Linked DNA regions of Neogale vison: region 1 is linked to region 2. The links are chromatin contacts, called in public Hi-C maps. All regions are on one chromosome and are shown on one strand. Each heading gives the region's core, a stretch centred on a gene start, on an enhancer-like site or on the middle of the called end of the contact. The rest is flanking DNA. Distances are from core to core; before and after follow the strand shown.

Evidence for each region. Hi-C and Micro-C count contacts between places; a contact is called where the count stands out from the background.
Region 1: a contact with region 2 is called in a Hi-C map of muscle, with 5 times the contacts expected there. The contact joins the promoter of CDKN1B here to the promoter of DUSP16 in region 2. A contact is called at or near these places in 2 of 3 Hi-C or Micro-C datasets (fibroblasts and muscle).

Annotation. Positions count from the first base shown.
Region 1 is chr12:56,290,750-56,297,873 of ASM_NN_V1, reverse strand. It overlaps CDKN1B (cyclin-dependent kinase inhibitor 1B), which reads right to left and starts at 1,584. Exons shown (of 3, transcript XM_044227568.1): 1 at 617-1,584; 2 at 1-80. The coding sequence starts at 1,091.
Region 2 is chr12:56,164,429-56,170,543 of ASM_NN_V1, reverse strand. DUSP16 (dual specificity protein phosphatase 16) reads left to right here and starts at 3,912. Exons shown (of 8, transcript XM_044228637.1): 1 at 3,912-4,541.

The DNA.
Region 1 (7,124 bases), core at 335-2,834, 130 kb before region 2:
CTCCACTGAACCCCCGTTAGGGGAACCGTCTGAGACATTTTCTTCTGTTCTGTTGGCTCTTTTGTTTTGAGGAGAGGAATCTAAGGGCAAGAGGGAGTTTTAAAAAAGAACACACACAACCTTTATTAGGAAAACAATGGCTGACAGAAGTTGGCACAATAGTCAGAGGATGAAAATCCCACACCTCCACCCACAATCCTGGATCCGTCATACCCAGTGGCCTTTAAGGGCACAAAATGAGGTTGTTTTCACATAACAGAAAGTGTATTCTACGCCCCAAAGCTCTCTCTCCATTGCCTAGAGGGAGGCCGCTGATAAACATCCCTGCATAGTCACAGACCTACCGCTGGCTAGCGGGAAGGCACTGCGATGTTTTCGGTTAGAGAAATGGTCAGATACTACCCCCCGGGGCTCCTGACTTAAAAACCATCACCAGACAAGCGGTCAGCCGGACTGCATTTAATAAAAACCTAAGATTAGGGCAGTTCGCTCCCCGAAAGCTAAATCGGAATGCTCTGGGGGAAAAAAAGCGGAGGTGAAGACCCTCAAGCAGGTCAAACTGGTGCCCCGGCCGGACAGACAGACGGACATGTTCGGTTTGGGGAAGGGTCATTACCGTCTGTGGCCGGTCGCTTCCTGATCCCAGTGCACTGCTCCGCTAAGCCAGCCTGGTTGTCCGCCGTGTCAGTCTTTTGGTCTACCAAGTGTGTGTCCTCTGAGTTTGCCTGAGACCCCATTAAAGGCACCGCCTGGCGGGTCCCGCTGACGTCCTGGCTCTCCTGCGCCGGCACCTTGCAGGCGCCTTTGGGTGGCCGCGGGGGTCTGTAGTAGAACTCGGGCAAGCTGCCCTTCTCCACCTCCTGCCACTCGTATTTGCCCTCCAGGGGCTTGTGATTCTGGAAATCAAAATTCCACTTGCGCTGGCTTGCCTCTTCCATGTCTCTGCGGTGCTTCTCCAAGTCCCGGGTCAGCTCTTCGTGGTTGACCGGGCCGAAGAGGTTTCTGCAGGCGGAGGGCTTGGGGTACTCCGCCTGTCTGGCGTCCATCCGCTCCAGGCTCGGGCTCCCGTTAGACACCCGCACGTTTGACATCTTCCTCCCGGGTCTTCACGACCGCCTCGCGCGCGCGCTCGCAGAACAAAACTGAACAAAACAAAACGCCCCGACCCAGCCCGCACCCCTCTTATAAGCCCTGCGACCGCGCTCGGAGCCAAGAGAAACAAACACCGACAAGTAACTGCCCGAGCGTCAGGGGCGCGCTGGCTCTGCTGGAGGGGGAGGGGAAGCCCCGGCCAGGCAGCCGAGAGCCGCCGCCGATCAAGTGTACCGGCGAGCTCGAGGGCGGGGAGGGGAGGGGAGTGGAGAGAGGAGGGGGTGGCAAAGCCCGTCCAAGCCCGGGCGGCAGCGAGCCCGCGGGTCCCGCCAACCGAGCGGCTCTCCAAACCTTGCCGGCGTCTGAGTCGCGGAGCGGCGAGGCAGTGGGGACAGGGGAGGGGGAGAAAAACACCCCGAAAAGACGAGCCCCCTTTTTTTAGTTGCCCAATATGGCGGTGGAAGGGAGGCTGACGAAGAAGAAAATGATTGACACCGCAAGTCTATTTAAACAGAGGAGGAGATCCATTGGTTGCGGCGCCGGGAGCCGCCCCGCCGAGGCTGGCGAGCGAGGCCTTAAGGTGGCCCCGCGCGGCCGCGCCGCCTCCCCGCCCGCCCGCGCGCGCAGCCGCCGACAGCGCCGCCCGGAGATTGGCTGGTCGCGTGACTGCCGGAGGTGTGCCGCTGCCAGCAAACCTGCTCCGGCTGGCCTCGGAGAAATTAAAAACGAGACAAACAAACTCGCCAAACGGCCGGGAAGCCGGGGAGGGGCAGGAGGGGCAGGAGGGGCGGGGGCGGCGGGGCCTCGGGTTCAGGTCCCCGCGCGGCGCTGCCTGGCGCGCCCGCTGCTCGCCGGGGGGTGGGGGACGGAGGGGCAGGATCCCGTGATCTCCAAGGTGGTTGGCGGTCGGTTTACGCCTTGGTGGCGATCCTGTTTTCCCCGCGGTCGCCGAGCCTGGGGGGTGCGGGCCGTTGAGGGCGGACGCAGGCTGTGGAAGCTCTGCCCCCCAAGCTGGGCTCTCGCCGGTGGGCCCTCACCTCTGGCAGTGCTGGGAGGCAGGGTAGCCTGCTCCGAGGGGCTAGGAGCCCCCCCGCCTGGGTGCCTCAGCTGGGGGTGAGCCCTGGTTAGCTCACTCTGAACCTAGAAGTCTCTGCTCTTCTAGGGAAACGGGGGGTTTGGGGAAGAAGCCGAGGCGAACGTGGACGCAGCACTTTTAATGTATTCTGAACCCAAGGTCTCCCTCAATAAAAGTAAGGGTTTCAAGATCAAGAAGTCCGCTGGTCTCCCAAGTCCCTAATGAACTTGGTAGCTGTCTCAGATACACTTCGGTTTCAAAAGCGAGGTTACACCCCTGACGCAGCTTCTGGCTTCCCGAGCACAGTTAAAGCCATTGACAGGGGCTGCGTGTGGGAACTCCGTCTCCTCTTCATTTTTCGATTCTTTCCTGGGGTTGTAGCAGTTTCCTCTACCTGAGTCCGCCGCCAAATACAACAGCCCCTTCCTTCCTCCACTTTTTTCTCCCACCAGATTGACTGCTCCTGCCTTCCCAGAACAGAATTTAGATGCAAGGGAATGCCTTTAGACAGACGGCTACAAATCGTTGAAGGGTGAAAGTAATCTGAAAGTCCAGATTATGAAATGATTCATAAAACCTACCACAACCATATCCTCACGTCTGATATTATTACTTGGGCGTTTCTCGGCTCCCCTTTGCAGCTAGAAATTACCTACCAGAAGGATCCTGCGCAGGGTGGTGGGACTTAAAACGGTAGGCGGAGGAGGGGCTGTCCTATCCGAGGCCGAGCTCAAAGGCTCTTCTGCTGTCTCCCTCCACCCCACGGCATCCCCATACATACAATCTTGGTTTGGGACAGAGTACATTTTACTGGAAACTAATCTCCCTCAGTTGTAATCGTACACAGCACCAATGTTTTCTTAATGTACCTATGCCACAGGTGAGTTTGATTTTTAACTTGTTTTCTTAACCACATATTGTTTGTGTGTTCCACTTGTGTGGGGGCCTGCCTCGCTCATCTCAGCACTCCAGAATGTCAGAGCAGGCAACACTGGGGCTCAACCCTCTCTTTTATACCACTGAGGAAACTGACAGCAGAAGAGGTTTCCTGTCCAGGGATGCCTAGCCAGTTGATAGCAGACCGGGGGCTAGAGGCAGGTCTCCTCTCAGGCTGGTTCATTTTCTCTTTCTTTCCTCCCTAAAGGTTCAGGTTTTGTCTGCATTCGCCTGGGCTGTATGTAGCCTGCAGGTCCTCCTCTCTTACAAGTGATTCAAAATGGCTCCCGCTCATTCCCTGGGCTGCCTGCAGATGTTTCCTTGATGTGGCCTGTGGTCACTGATATTTATATGCAGCTGTCACTGGCTTTTCCCATCACTATGCACTAGTTCAACTAAAATGCAGATTCCAAAAGGACAAGGGTGATACCCAGAAAGCAGTGAGAGAAGAGAGGCAGTGTCCCCAACTTGTTTCAAAGTCAGGACTTCCTACCTGCTTAACAAAATATTTGTCTGATCCTGTGAGAGCCTGAGTGAGAGGTCTTGTCTCTATTTTTCCACGTCGAATGCACTACTTAATTTACTGGGCTGGAAAAGGGGGGAGAAAGATGAGAAAATTAGGGTAGGCCTCGATATCATAATTTATACCCTATTCCTGAAAGTAGGTCATTGTTGACATTTTTACCTAATTGCTAGCCTACACAGGAATTCTATAATATATATAAGCATAAATTCACATGTAGGAATAAAGTACCACATATATGTAAATGGAGGTATTCCATTCCATTCCAACATACCGCAAGAGTTGGATTTTATTAATGGAATTAATATCTTCCATAAGAGTAAAAAATCAGCATTTCCACCCCCTACGCACCCTGAATCTTTCTTCAGTAATATGTAGGAGCACCATTTTGTGGCTTTGTTAATCCTGAAAAGTAAACGAGTCACAGTCACGCCACCTTAAGACAACGGGCCGCCTGCAGAAAGGCTGTGCTTACACAGACCTTGCCATGATCTAAAGTGTTTTGTTTACAGTCCAGGCACCGGAGATCGGTGCGGGTAAATAATGAGAAGGCAGGCGTCTGCTGTAGTAGCGACGAAGCGTGGAAAAAAAAAAAAAAATACTACAGAGTCTGCAGGGGAAGAGGGAATGTGGACATCCGAGCGCCATCCTCTTGCGGAAAGCGTTCGGGGGCGACAGAGTAAGCCGCGGCGAAACGCTCAGAAAAACAGCACGAAGGCGGAGCTTGGGTAGAATGCAGAAAGTTCCACTCGCACTGCTCTAAAATGGGCTCTGCTTCCCCAGGACCCAGAATCTCGTCCTGAGCGGGGTTTTTGCAAGTCGTTTTCACTCCGGATAGTTTTCTCCTTAGAACGGAGCAGTGTCATGTAGGCCAGCCCAGATTTCCGTGTCCTTCACACACCGAGAGGCAGACCCCAAAATAACTTCAGACACCTGTGTGGTGGTCAAGTGTCCAAATGCGGAGGTAGGGCGAGCCCGCCTCCCAGATGCGGTCCTCTCAGTGAGGGGAAGGCCTGCAGCACCCTCCTCCCCCGTGTTTCTGAGAAGGTACTAGTTTCCTGGCCCAGCAGCCCCTCCCACCACAAGTAACCCAATTTTAATCCTTCCTCAAGGATGTTTATAATGAGGCAGCTTTTGCTCAATTTCGCTGTTCTCCGAAACCCACATACCTTCAGAGTTTGAGAAAATTTCACAGTCCACTGTTTCTGACATTTTCATTCAGTGGAACAAATATTTATTAGGCACCTTCTACTAATTTGCTTATTCTTTTTCTCTTTCGACAAATATTTAAGGACCGCCTTGGATATATCAGGCATTATCCTAGGCGCTGCAGATAGAGCAGTAAACAGATTTAGAGGAGGATGAAACTTACGTTCTAGGAAGAGGGGAGACAAAAATAAACACAAAAATACAGGAGGGAAAGATAGACTATGTAAGGAAGTGATACGTGCTCTAGAGAAAGAATGAGCAGGGGCAAGCAAAGAGAGGGCCGTGAGGTCCTAAAGGGACCAGAGTGGCCGGGAAAGGCCTCACTGAGGAAGTGGCCCTGGGGAGAAACCCTGAGGACTTGAGAAATCAAGCTGTGTGGATAGCTGGGGAAAGGGTGTCCCAATAAAGGGAACAGCAAATGCAAACCCTCTGAAGTGAGATCTTGTATGATGTGTTCCAGGAATAGCCAGAAGAGTGGTAGCAGGAACTCAGACCACACAAGACCATCTAGGCCTCTGTGGAGGTTTTTTGTGTTTTGTTTTTGTTGTTGTTGTTTGTTTTTGTATGGTTTTTGTTTTTTATTTATTTGACACGGCTGGGGGGGGGTGGGGTAAAAGCTGGGGGAGCAACAAGGTGAGGGAGAAGCAGGCTTCCTGCTGAGCAGAGAGCGTGAGGTGGGGCTCTATCCCAGGACTCTGGGACCATGACCTGAGCGGAAGACAGAGGCTTAACCGACGGAGCCACCCAGGTGCCCTGACTCTATGGAGTTTTTATCGTGGACTGAGTGATATGGGAAGCCACTGGGACATTAGGAGGTTTTAAGCAGCTGAATGATGTGCTCTTACCATATGTGAGGTATTCCCCACAGAGCTGTTCTCAGCAGAATGGGGCTTAAAAACCCCTGCCTTTAGGAAGTATACATCGGGTGTGTGGGAGGCCACCATGTGCACAAAAAATTGCAGAGGTAGAAAGCGGCACCTGCAAGAACAGGTTACAAAGATGAACTCCAAAGGAGGGAGGAGGAAGAAGCCTTCAAGGAAGTGATATATGAGTATGTCTTCAGATCTTGAAGAAGGAGAAAAATATCAAGATTATCAGGATGTATTGATAGGAGTGGTAATTGGGGGATGGGATCAGACAGTTGGCAGTCCATGGATTGTATACTAAAAAACAAACAAACAAACAAAAACCCCATTTTTACTCAGTAAGCAATGGGAACTCATGGAGCTTTTGGTGACGTGAATAACGTGATCACTGTCCAGGTTTGCCTCTTGAACAAGGGGAAGCCTGGACTTTGAGAGACAGTGTCCAGGGACAGAGCTAAGTGGAAAGCTAGGTAGACAGTCCCATCACGGTGTTAATCCAAAGGAAGCTGAGGGTTACGAGGCAAGAGGGTAGAAGCATGGGTCACGAGACCAGGATGAGAGGATTGGGAACAGAGGTTTGGAGGCAATCTGGCACAATCACCTGAGCAACAAAGGCATAGCTCAGATGCTTTGTATGTGGTGATTATGGCCTCACTGTAGGAGAGGCTAACTGCTAAGCAGCCCAAACTGTCTTGGACAACCAGATCTTTGTGGTAGGAAGTGGCATCTGACAATAGATGGGTATGAGCCTGAAGAGGCTGACTCAGGGAGACCATTCAGGTAACTTCAGAGGCTCAAGCAAGGGCTACAAGAGCATGAAGCAGTGCTGGGGAGGAAGGAATGAAAAGCTCAGAACAAACGTAGGATTGCTTAGGTAATTTGAAGAGCAAAGGGGATTGGGGAAAGACAGAGATATGAAGGCTGACTTGAAGGACTCACACTTAGGTATTTCAGAGTCATGCATTAACGAAGAGCAGTCACACGGAGGGAGGAGGTAACAGATTGCTAGCTGTCCCCCCAGATCCATTCTTGCTTTGTCCCTTTGTCTCAGAATTATAACTGGGCTTACAGTTGCCCAGCCACACTAAATTTCCCAGTGCGCAGATAGATATGGACTTATGATCGGGTATTTTCCACAGAATGTAAGGAAAAGTGGTATGTGGTCTCCCAAGTCCAGCGCATAAAACCTGTCACATCAGCTTCCTGCTTCTGCCTCTCTCTTTCCCCCTTCCCATGGGCTATAAGGGTGATTACTACTGCAACTTTGGAAGCCACATGTTTTTCATTTTGCTTTTGTTTTAAGTAAGCTTTACACTCAACATGGGGCTTGAACTCACAACCCCAAGACCAAGAGTCGCATGCTCTACTGATGGAGCCAGACAGGTGTCCTTGAAGCCACATGTTGAAGGTGATCAACCTGGGT
Region 2 (6,115 bases), core at 2,663-5,162:
CACAGAAAAACCCACTTAAGGATTTATGCACAAAATTTTGGGGGCCTCCTAGATCCTTGGAAGTCCATCCATATACTTCCTAGGAATACATGAATCCTAGGGCAAGAACATTTGATTTGGGGGACATTAAAGGGATCCCTGGAGATGAATTAAATGATCAAAAATGCTTCCTTCCTATTGGAAAAGGGAGCTGCCAGATTAAATAAATATTTATAGAATACTATTGAAACTCTCCTTTTAAAACTGAACTATTTTGATTACTTGCAAATACCCTCTTCATAAATCCACTCATGTACTAACTGGCTTACATCTTTTAGGCTAGAATGCGAACTGCTTGCCATGCATTTCAAGGTCCTACAACGTCTGGCTCTTCCCTGACCTCCTTTTACACTTTTGAGCCCCACAGGCCTTTCTTCTGCTCTGGAAACACACCAACTCCCTTCAAGTCACTCCGCTTCTACTGAAGTTTCAGAATGACTGCTTTCTTCTACCCAGACCACTTCTCTGTTTGCCATCCTTAAGGATGAGTTCAAATGTCCTTTCCTTATGAATGCCTCCCTCAGCCACCTTGGCCCCTACCCTCGATGATTTGGTATCACATTGTCCAACTTTCTTCCCACATAGTCAGTTTTCTCACAGTCCTGGATTTTGTTTTTATTTGCTTATTGCCTTCTCTCCCCACTAGAATGTTCCATGAGGGAAGGGTCCTTGCTTTTCTTGTTTATAACTGAACTCCTAGAGCCAGGCACAGTGCCTGGCACATGCTGATAGTAGGCACTCAATAACTAATAGCTGAATGAATGAGCTTCAGCCACGGGTGGATTAAAAACTTATCAGGGTCTAAGTGTGAAAGATTAAGGCACTCCTCTCCCATATTGAACTCTGACTGAAAACAAGACTGAACTGCACACTTAACATGTACTGAAATGAAAATGGCTCCTTTCTACATTGTCTGATTATAAGCCACGGAGCCCCTGCTTTGCTGGTGTCCTAAGTATATGAGCTCTTTATCTGCCTTTGGGGAATCTAGCACTCACTCACCCCTTTAAATGGGCCAGAAGCAATTTTAGGTTCATATGGTCTCTGCCTGTAAAAAACCATGCTAGGATTTTGATAGGAACTGTGTTCTAAATCTGTAGATCAATTGGAGAGGGAGGGAAAAAACACGATGGGAATTAATCAGAGAGGGAGACAAATGATGAGATTCTTAACTATGGGAAAGTTATTGAGGGCTGCTGGAGTGGAGGTGGGTAGGGGGATGGGGTAACTGTGTGATGGGCATTAGGGAGGACCCATGATGTGATGAGCACTGAGTGTTACATGCAACTGATGAATCACTGACCTCTACATCTGAAACTAATGATGTTCTATATGTTGGCTAATTGAATTTAAATAAAAAAGTACATCTATAGATCAATGTGGGAAGAACAATACTTATTTTACGGGTTCTTCCAGTCCATGAATATAGTGAGTGGCTCCAATTAATTAGGCCTTCTTTAACTTCACCAGCATTTTATATTTTTCAGCATACAGATCCCAGTCATGGTTTGTTAGAGTTATACCCAGAGATTTCATCTTCTTTGGAGCAATTTTAAGTGACACTTAGTTTTTAATTTGTTTCCACCTGTTTGTTGTTAGCATATATGGAAGCTTTTGTAGTAGAACAGAAATGTGCTCTTTAACGAAGTAAACTTGTTCAACATTAGCCTGTTGGACTAATAACCAGCTATTTATCCTAACATTCAAGAACCTTATAATGTGCCTCTGAATCTCTTAATTTTAGCCTAGTTCTTAATTGCTACACACCAATCTCTACTGCTGTTGAAGGGTCTTCTCCTCACTCACCTGAATACACCTCATTCATTCTACCTCCGTGTCTTTGTTCATGCCATTTCCCCTCTAGAATAGACCTCCCATTGAGCCCTTTTAACCCAAACTAATCTTAATAATCCTTAAAGGATGAGGTCAAAGTTCCTCTGAAGATGCCTTCCCTGACAATCCCAGCCTACACTGCTCCTTTTTTCCTGCTGGACTCTTTTAATCAATACTGTGTGCCCCTCAATTACTAATTTAGTTTTTAATTAGTTTTAATCTACATCCCACTTCCCTTACTGGATGCTATATACTGGGGAGGCTCCCATTACTAGCTATCATGGTACCACATGCATGAAAAACACATAAAGAAGGTGAGAGAAGTTTCAGGATGTGCAGTACGTAAAGGGTATTCCATACATTCTTGCGCAGTCTTTCATCCAGGCAAGATCTGTACTCTTCACCTGTAGGACAAGGATTCTCTCTTTTCCTTCCTTCCCCCACATTCCAACTCCTCCAACTAAGCAGACATGAGTTGCAGATCATTTTGAACTATCCCTTTCAAAATGTTCTAAAAACAGCATGTCTATGATTAGTAGATTTTTGGAGATTTACTTGAGGAGCACAGGTAGTCCCAATAAGGCTGCAGTAACGTCTCCTGGCCACCAGAGGACGGGGAGCCCTGGGAGAGATTGCTTCCTCCCAGCCCAAGTCTTAGAGGTCAAAGGCAGAAGCAGAAGGTGGACTCTGCATCTGTGGCCTTCAGGCTTAATTTACTGCCCCACTTGGGCTCATCAGTCTCTCATCTCCAGATGGGCTCTTTTTCCTCCTCTGAAAGATGAGGCTTACCTCAATACTAACCTTAAGTGATTATCAGTAGGAACCAATGCACTATATTTGCAGGATTTAAAGGCAGAAAAGGAATAGAGAGATGTTTTATCTTTCTAACCTACCCCAAACCTGACTCTCAGTTCTTTGGCCAGTTAAAAAAAAAAAAAAAAAGTCCCCCAGGCAGTGTCCAAATGGACATTCACAACAAAGATGCCTTTCGGGACTGATGTCCCAACCAGGGCATTGCAAATGGAGTATTTTAGGAGTTAGATTATTCCTACACATAAATTCTGGCCCATGAAGCAGTCCACTCGCAGTGTGCTTTTCCGTCGTTAATCACATCTTTGTTATGTGATATTCACGTGAGTACTTCTCAGTAGAAGCAGCTTCATGCTCAAATGCTCAAAGAACACTAGAATAAAGCTCCGATTGTCCTATTCACGGATTCCAAGTCCTGGTTTGTCACCACCTCAGGTCTCTCATTTTCCAAAGAGTGTAATACAATCTGCAAAACAGCTATTTTGATTAATCCACACAGAAAATGCACGAACGCGTAGGACTCAAGCAATAGGGGTTTGCACCTCTCAAGAGGCAGAGAATCTCTGGTCTGATTTAAAAACGATTCTGTGCTGCCCGGTGTAGAAATCATTTTAGAAGGGAATTTCATGCCGCTCGTACTCATTGAATTTGTGAACGTAAATAAGTAAACATCGACAAAGTAAAATAATGAAAGTTAGGAACAGTCGTGTGGGGTCTTTCAACGTCAAACACGTGTAGATCACTGAGTGCCTAACAACACTAGTGATTTTTCTTGAAGTACCTGCAACGTCCCTTTCACAAGGACGGCAGTGACCTCCCTTTGGGATTCATCGGACTTTACAGGGAGTGCATGCAATTCTCTCAAATCATTGTTTGCATTTATTCACGCGGGTGAGGCAGCTGGAAAGAGCGCAGCCAGGGGGAAAAGGCTCCGCGTCTCGGTCCGGGGTGGGCCGGGGTGGGGGCGCACCCTGAAATACCTGTTGGGACGCAGACTCGGGCCGGGGGTCGAGGCTGGTGTGCGCGCGGGCGCAGAAGGAGGAGGCCGCGGGGCCGCCTCCTCGGGCAGCCCCGGCTCCTCCCAGCGGCGCCTGCGGAACCTGCCTGCGAGTCGCCGAACTCCGGAACGGAACGTGACCCGACCCCTCCCCGCGCGGCCGAAGCCAAGGCGCCGAGCCGCGCTGCGGACCCGGGCGGCCGCGGGATGGGCGGGCGGGCGCGCGGCCCCGCCCGGCGCCCACCGCCCTGCCCTCGCCTGTCTCCTCCTTTCCCCGGGGCTCCGCTGAGTTCATTCACTGGGATTGGTTTCAAGTGACGCCATCTCTTTATTTTTAAACCAATGACCTCATCCGCGCTTGAAGTTTCCTGACCAGCGACTCTTTCTCTTTCCCCCCAACCCCCCACCCCACCCCCCCGCCTTTCCCCCTCTTGTCTGTGTATCACTGTTTGGGGGGCTTTAATCAGTTTTTAAACGATTATTATCACTTCTCCCTCCCCCCCTCCGCTTTCCCCACGCGGCCCCCCACCTTCACCTCCCCAAGTTCTTCACCCCTTTCAACATTGTTTTTTCAAGGCTGACGGTGGGGGGGGGGTGGAAGAGAAAGAGTGAAGAAAAGTTGCAAACGTCTCCTCTCTTTCTAAGCTTCCCGCCCCCACCCACCTCAGAGAAGGAGAAGATAATATAGTGAAAAGAAGAGGAGGAGGAGAGCGCGACGGGACGGACGCGAGCGGGAGCGCAGCCGCCCTCCCGGCTCCGCGGCGGCGCCTCGCAAGCCGGGCAGGCGAGGGGGGCCCGAGGGGAGACGCCGTGACAACTTTCATTTCCCCCGGAGGGAGTCGGGAGGTCGGCGGCCCCAAAAGTAAGTGGCCTCCGGCCGGCCGCGCGGACCGTGCGGACGAGAGGGTGCGGGGCTCGGGACGCCCGCCCGCGCCGGCAGCATGGACGCTCCGCCGCGCGCTTGGACTCCCGCTGCCCGGCACTGCGCTCTCGCCCCGCCGGCTCTGCCTTCCCGGGCGTCCGGGCCACCTTTCCGGGAGGCGGGGTGGGGGCGACCGCGGCTCGGGGCCGCACGGGCGTTTTTTTGGGGGGGGGGAGTGTAGGCCTTGTAGGGGGCCGGGCCGAGCGGGAAGGGGGCGGGCGGCCGGACGCGGGGTCTCGGTCGGTGCGCCCCCGGCCGCGCCGCGGAGAGCGGGCTGGGCCGGCGGATCCCGCTGCAAGGAGCCGCCGCCGTGGGACGCGGTACCTTCGCGGGCGAAGCTGCTCACTTCCAGGGGCGACTGTTACACAACACGCCTGCCAAGTGGGGCCCCGGCCTGACTGTTCCCATTATCCCAAATTCGCCTTTGGTGTAAGCAGCGAGGCCACCTGGGTGGTGACGGTGCTGCGTTCTTAAACCCTAGCGACCAACCAAAAACTCAGTTTTCCTGCTGGGGCCCGAGTCACGGTGTTGGGGGGCCCAGCGCTCCTGTGACTTATTTATTTACACTAGCGGTAAAACGTGAGAAATAAAAAAGCCCAAGGGGGCAGCTGAGGATCTGTTTATCATGTGTGGTTTCGTGTAATAAAACACCAGGGAGGAAAATATTTATGCAGAATTGAAGCTTTCAGATAATGGGTTAATTTCCCCAAACAAACAAAACTCCGGTGATGAACTCGAGAAAATACGAGTAGATCTGAAAATGAATGGATACTGCAAAATCCTAAAGGAGTTTGTTAAACGCCCGCTGCAAAGATTCTAGGGTCCTGGTGTTTCCAACTGTTTGGAGAAAGCACACCTCTAACCAGCCCGTGGTGAATTAAGTAGAGGAGAAAAACCTGTTGCATAATCTCATTTGCCCGTGCGGTTTGCTGTGCTGTCCCCTTGAAGCAAGGGGAAGTGAGTTAAGATGCAGGGTTTTTAAAACTCTCTGAAGTTTTTATTTACCCACTGCTCTGGCTGCCACTTCTGCTTTAAAAGATTATAAGTAAATACTCCGCTCTTAGAAGTCAACCAAACCTATCAAACCTGTTTAGAAAATGACCAGGTATGTTTCTTTTCTTTCTTCCGGGGTGTGTGAGTGAGTGAGTGTGTGTGTGTGTATGTTTGTGTTTGAGAAATGTCCCTTCCATGAAAGACCAAACTGGGGAACTTAGGCTGCCTCTTTAGGCCACTCTTTTTGTGGGGCTCATTGAGAATGCACATAGATGGCAACTCTTTCCTCAAAGGTTGTATACTATTTCAAACTCCGTGAAGAAGAGAGATTTTAAGTTAAAGTGAATTTTTGAAGAAAAAAAGAATTCTTACCAGTTTAGTTACGTTTAGTTATTTGCTTTTCCTTGAGAATCGTGTATATTGGTGAACACACAGCTTGGGAGGCCATAATTAATTCATACTTGTGGAGCTCTCTTATTTAGTAAAGGCAGAAAGCTGGAGAAGTGAATTGAAAAACTAGG